Linked DNA regions of Mus musculus: region 2 is linked to region 1. Evidence: chromatin contacts called from public promoter capture Hi-C data. All regions are on one chromosome and are shown on one strand. The core of a region is the stretch at or near the end of the contact, and the rest is flanking DNA. Distances in the headings are between cores, read along the strand shown. Region 1 holds the start of Fkbp1a (FK506 binding protein 1a). Region 2 holds the start of Psmf1 (proteasome (prosome, macropain) inhibitor subunit 1).

What was found. Capture Hi-C pulls out chosen DNA fragments and counts their contacts.
Region 2: a contact with region 1 is called in a promoter capture Hi-C map of pancreatic islet. The contact joins the promoter of Psmf1 here to the promoter of Fkbp1a in region 1. A contact is called at or near these places in 2 of 39 promoter capture datasets (macrophages and pre-B cells), 7 of 484 Hi-C or Micro-C datasets (CD4 T cells, embryonic stem cells, erythroblasts and 2 more), 7 of 115 datasets of contacts at active chromatin or transcription factors (double positive thymocytes, effector CD8 T cells, embryonic stem cells and 4 more) and 5 of 9 other capture datasets (adipose tissue, embryonic stem cells, liver and 2 more).

The regions. Positions count from the first base shown.
Region 1 is chr2:151,540,768-151,543,763 of GRCm38.p6, reverse strand. It overlaps Fkbp1a (FK506 binding protein 1a), which reads right to left and starts at 1,281. Exons shown (of 5, transcript NM_008019.3): 1 at 1,020-1,281; 2 at 899-946. The coding sequence starts at 1,056. It overlaps Gm14167 (predicted gene 14167), which reads left to right and starts at 1,293. Exons shown (of 3, transcript NR_166213.1): 1 at 1,293-1,511; 2 at 2,160-2,341; 3 at 2,879-2,996.
Region 2 is chr2:151,739,700-151,742,936 of GRCm38.p6, reverse strand. It overlaps Psmf1 (proteasome (prosome, macropain) inhibitor subunit 1), which reads left to right and starts at 1,627. Exons shown (of 7, transcript NM_212446.2): 1 at 1,627-1,926. The coding sequence starts at 1,798.

The sequences.
Region 1 (2,996 bases), core at 32-2,531:
GGAAAGGGTGGGAAAGGGAAGGAGGGGGAGGGAAGCCGATTCATATCAGCTGTGGCTACACCACTCTGCCTAGCTATGAAGGCACAGTCAGCTCCCCCTCCCCCTCCCCAACCCAGGAAGACCTTGTAAGGGCATGGAGTAAAAAATGGTCCCAGGGCCAGCAGTCTTGATGCTTCAATTCTGGCTGAGTATGCGCGTCTTTAAAATCTCCTTTGACTTAGTTACTGTGCACTGCATTCACGACCCCCCAGTTTCCTTTATCTTTAAAAATGGGGGTGAGAAAGTCTCTACTCCCAGAAAGGGGAAAGGAAAATGTTATGGTATACATCCTTTGGTCTGGAAATCACTGCCATGGAGGCTGAGATTTGCAAGTGGGTCAAAGAGAAATAGACATTGCATTATCTATTTCTGAGAGGGCACGTGAAGCCACAATAATGACTTCGCAAGTGGGTCGTTTCCCACCCGCCCCAGAAAGGTGAATTCAAGGGTTTCCCTGGGAAAGGGTGGCTGGGCAGACTAGGAATTTTCTCCCCTTCTATCTACTGAAGGAAGAATCCCGACGCACGAAGAAGGCATCAAGCCATCGGGGTTCAGAAACGGTTCAAATCTTCCCGAAGGGTCCCTGGCCGGGAGCGTGTGACCTCCGCCAGGCGATGAGTTCGCCCCAGCCTCAGTTTCTACGGTTGGACAGTAGGCTCCCTGCGGCATCCGGGGCCGCACACCGTTCAGGGCGGACGAGACTGCGCCAACCCCATGTCCCGTTCGGCGCGGCGGGCCCAGCCTGTCCCTCGGGGCATGGCCACCGCCCAGGCCTCGGCCGCCGGCCACGCGGCCACCACGCCCCGACTCCCCAGCCGCCGCCCCTCCCGCCCGGCCCCACCCGGCCGGTCCGACTCACCCGTGTAGTGCACCACGCAGGTCTGGCCGCGCTTTGGGAAGGTGCGCCCTGAGGAGAGACAAGACTGCAGGTGAGTGGCTGCGAGCGGCGGCCGGGAAACGGGCGGCGGGTGTCTACTCACCGTCTCCAGGAGAGATGGTCTCCACCTGCACTCCCATGGCGGCGGCGGCGGCGGCGGCGTTGGCGGAGGAGGAGGAAAAGGACGCGGGTGGCGGCGCGACGGGCGGCGTGGAGCCGGAGCGGACCTGGCGGCGGTTCAGAGGTTCGGCTTCGTCCCTCTCGTGGCTCCTGCGCACGCGCACCGCACCGCACGGCACGCCCCGCCCTATTTGCGCGAGGCGCTCACATCCCTGAAGCGGGGCAGCTAGGCGGAGGGACCGGAAGTCCGGAGGCCACAGACCCCCGGATGCAGCTGCGGCGGAAGGCGCGTCCTGTTGGCTACTCCCGGTTTTCCTCTGCGTTTCTCCGCCTCGGAGACGCCGCAGTAATAACGGGCCCACCAGCTACTGACGAGCTCACTCAGAGATGCTTTACTTGCGCACACCTAACTAATTGCCCTGTAAGGACGATAGCTGTGAGTAGGCCTTGTACCTGTGGAACCAAGGAAACGTCTGTAAGTGGCCCTAGGTTCCGAGCTCCTTCTTGGAAGAGTCAGTATTAACACTAGCCTGCGTGAAAGCCCACTCTTCCACGAATACGTATATATTAAATATATGGAAATAGAGAGGGGAGTGGTGGCGCACGACTTTAATCCCAGCCCTGGTGTAGTCTACAGAGCGAGTTCCAGAGCAGCAAGGGAAGATAACCCCTGTCTCAAACAAACAAAAAGAAAAAAGTCATATATGTATGTATGGGGCTCTTGTGAGTTTTGCTTGAATACCTTCAGTACTTTAAAGAATAAAAACTTAATGGGCTGGAAAGATGGCTCGGGTGTTAAAAGCACTGGCTGCTCTTCCTGAGTTCAATTCCCACACCCACACGGCAGTTCACAACTATCTGTTACCTCCAGTTCCAGGGAATCATATACTCGGTGTACAGATGGATACATAGACAGAACACTCATTCACATAAAATAAAACTGCCAGGGTTGCTGGTGCAGACCTGTAACCCCAGTGCTGAGGATAGGAACACAGTCAGTCTAGCCTATTCAGTGAGCTCCAGGCCAGTGAGAAACCTTGTATTAAAAGAGGTAGACAGAGACCATAGAGACCACGTTCCCAAAGACCACGTGTCCAGCTGAACCAATCTGCCTCCATCTTAGGCTGAATTCAGAAATTCAGAAGCTGGATCCTGCCCTCTGGCCCTCTGGGACTGAGGAATTGTACCTTAGGGGTGCACACCTTGGAGAAAGCACACACCTCCAGTTTGTTGGACAGCAGGATCAAAAACCAACCCACCAACACCTTAAAAACATATGTATTTATTTTATGGAGGCATCCTCTGGTAAGTCATAGAAACTTTTAATGTTTTTTTTTTTGGTGACATCTGGTTTCTGGTTCTGTCAGATCCCAATCTAGGGACTATAAACTGCTCCAGAGGCGATCTACACCACAACAGCTCCACAAACAAAACCAAAAAGTCCTGGACTTGCTGAAAGTTGATATAAATCAGTCTAGTCGATGTGATACTTCCTGTCTCTTCATCTGGGTCAGCAAACCAGCTTCGGATGAATACCTCACTACCCTAGCCCACCCTGGCCTTTGGGTAATACCCCAGCCTTACTGGGCTCTAACAGTGGCATCCTAATTTTTGCAGGAAGTAGGTTTAGAGGAGAATACATCTCTTGTTCTCAACAAAGGGTCGGAATATTAGGTCTAATGGAACTAACTCCCTGGCAAAGGAGACAAAATAAGTACTTAAAGAACTTATTGGCATACCAAGATTATGTGGCCTTAAAATATTGGTTTTATCTATGCTAACCAAACAGGTATAATTTATGATTTCATCATTTGATATGCTCCAAATTTTGTTTTCACCCAGATAAAGAATGCTAAGACCTTACCAAAGATTTCACAGGGACACAGAAGACAAGCAGGGAATGAAGATCCAGCCTGCAACCATCTTAGGCTTAAAAGCCATCTTATCATAAAGACAAAGG
Region 2 (3,237 bases), core at 378-2,877, 200 kb before region 1:
CCTTGAGCACAGTGTGGAGCAGTGGTTCTCAACCTTCCTAATGCTGCGGTCCTTTCATACAGTACCTCATGTTATAGTGACCCTCGACCATAAAATCACTTCATTGCTACTCCCTAACTGTAATTTTGCTACTGTTATAAATCACAATATAAATATCTAATTTGAGGGAAATCTGCTATGCAACCCCTGGGGGTCATGACATCCAGGCTGAGGACAGGTGTGGAGAGTAGTTAAAGATGAGGAAGAGATGAGAGGGGCAGTGTTGAGTCTCCAGTTACACGGGGGTAGCTACATTTCCCACCTTGGTGCCTTCACGTATGCTATATGCTTTTACAGGAACATTTCTTCTTTATTCTTCCATGAGAGTTCTGTGCAATTGGCCATTTCTTAATCCAAGAAACCCTTCCTGATCCTTGCTTGGAACATAGGCTTCCTGTGGGCCTTGTATAGCTCTCTCAGCACCCCCAAATGACAGATTTCATACTGGATTGCTTTTTGTCTATTAAAAAGAAACACTACAAAGTTCCATCAGGGCAAGACCTGTGGCATGTTAACCTAGGCATGAGAGCTGAGAGAAGTCAAGGTCACTGGAGCCAAGGAGATCAGAGAATGAAAGGACACTTGGAGGTGATATCAGAAAGGCACAGGGCCTGTGGAGTGAGAGGGTGACAGACCTAGAGTGAACTTCGCCTTTGAGGTGTGGCTTGGGCCTAAGGAACATGGTCTTCCCTGTGTTTTAACAGAATCTCTCTGGTTGTAGGGTGAAACCAGTGTAGCATACAAGGCTGATGCCAGGCAACCAAGAAAAAAAAAATGACAATGGTTTGGGTCATGGTACCAACCAACATGGCAAAATTTATTTGTCTACAAAAAAGTATTGGACTTCAAGAAACATGGAGAAACAACAGGTGGTTAAAAAAATCTTGATGGAGATTGGGGCACAAGTGGCTAGCATTTGTCAGTTATCTCTGGGCTCTAGATGTGGTCAAAAGCTGTGTTTACTTGGGTGAAGTCATTTCACTCTTTCTGCTCTTTATATCACTCGCAAAGTGAGGATGGGTAATAAAATATACCCCATGAATTTGTTGAGAGGGGATGTAAAGGTTTTGGCACAGGATTTAGCATGCAATCAACATACATATAAATGCTATCCTAGAGACCAAATTACCAGTTCCCAGGGGCACCTCTATTGCTCACTGGCTGATTGTGACACGATTTCCAAATCTATGTAGTGGCAGAGTACTGTCATCAATACCAACTGTATAATACTGGATCTGGAAATTTTGATAAATGCATTAAAGTTTAGCATGTAGAATAAAGTGCTATCAGGCAAGAAGTACTGCAGGCATGCTAATAAATTACGATGAAAACATCTAAGACAGATTGCCTAAATTTTCCCCCGGCCTAGTACACACTCCACTTCGCAGATGAGAAGTCTACTGTAGTTGGTAGAAGGCAGTCTCTCCCCAGGAACGAACAGCCTGGCACTCAGCAGTCGCCTGCTGCAGGCAAAAAGGCTTTGAGAAGATAAGCCCTAGCCTGCGCGCTTCTTAGTGGAACCTTCTAGTTCGGTGCAGGTGTTTCCAGCCCGGAGCACGCACAAAGTCAACAAGTATTTCCGGTGCGCGTCTCTGCGTTTCCGCGTTTCCACTTTTCCGCGCAGGTGCGGACAGAGCCGAAAGCGAAGGCGGCATCAAAAGGCGTCGCTGCCGCTCGCGGTCCCGCTTCTCTTAGGCGGAGCGGCTTTCTGCATAGTCCCCTCCTTTTCTTCCTTTCCCACAGAAGCCGCAAACATCCATGGCGGGTCTCGAGGTTCTCTTCGCGTCGGCCGCTCCATCCATGAGCTGCCCGCAGGACGCACTCGTCTGCTTCCTGCACTGGGAAGTGGTGACAAACGGCTACTATGCCTTGGGCACGGGCGACCAGGTACGCGGGTGGAGGGGAGTCTGCAGCCCGAGGCCCAAAGGCCTGCCCTGACCGTGCCAAAGCCAGGGCCCGAGCGAGGCTTCTGATGCCGCACTTTAGCGCGCCTGGTGCTGGTGCCGACAACGGGCACAGCGTGCGTGTAAACTCGGGAACGGACGTGTAAAGGCGTCCCCGACACAGCCGGGGTTGTGTGGATCTGACTGAGACAGGCTAGTAGCTTCCTCAAGGTCCTCATCCACCAGTTTACCCAAAGCATCTGCCGTAGAATACTCCGTGCTACACCCTCAACTCCAAGCATCTGGATTCAAGCACTGGTGTGGCAGTGAACTTTGACCTACTCAGCCATATTCTAGGACCCCTTCTTCGAGGGGACAGTGTTTGGATTTCAGACTTGAATGCTGCGTTTGATTCTTGCTGTCCGTTCTCCTGAAGTACTTTCTGGGCTCAGGCTGCCCTTGCCTCCATTCTCTGCTGATGGGTATGCGTTTTCAGGGTAGAAGCCAAAAAAAAATTTTTTTTAATTAATTAGTTAAAAATTGAGAGGCCATTAACTGTTAATTTATCTACTAGAGAGTTTTATTTTCCAGCCTGTGGCCAGCAGATTAGTAATGCTTGCTGGACTCAGCAGGTATTTGTGTTGGTCCTCTAGCTGCCTCCTGCCACCCTCCTTCTGTGGGTGATGAGAGGAACAAAGCACGCACTTGACTGGGTAATACCAACTCAGCAGCTAAAGAGTCATGCTGCCCACTTTCTCTTTGCTTTTTTGCCTCCAGTGCTATAGAGCTGGGCTTGTAATATTTGATCTCAAGAACATGTTTGTTGACTTGAACAAACAGGCATTGATTGGTCTCCTTATTGAGGGCACGGCTACTCCCCATGAGAGCTCTGTAGCCGTGTGAGATAAGGTCAGTGGAGGGCCATGGAGATGGCCATAGATACGAGTTAGAAAAATTGGCATTGTGTTGTGGGAGTCTGAAGATTATAAAGAGAGAATGACCTGTTTATGTGTGCAGTTTTGGTTGGTTGGTTGGTTGGTTGGTTGCATTCTAGCCCAGAGGCACTAGGGTGAGCCCAGTGGCCATTAAGGAATGTTTCTAGCCTCAGGATTTTGTCTATAGAAGACAGCTAGCTTTACCTTTCTTTACCTTACCAGTCTGTCTGGAAGAATCTCCAGCCTGCCCTGCTCTAACCTTTCATAGGTCGCAGCCACTCTCAGGCCTTTGAGTCTTCATCTGAGGAAGTTACATGGTACAAACATATGCTTTCGTTATCTGCCAACCATAGCCTTGTGGGACACTTGATATTTTATAT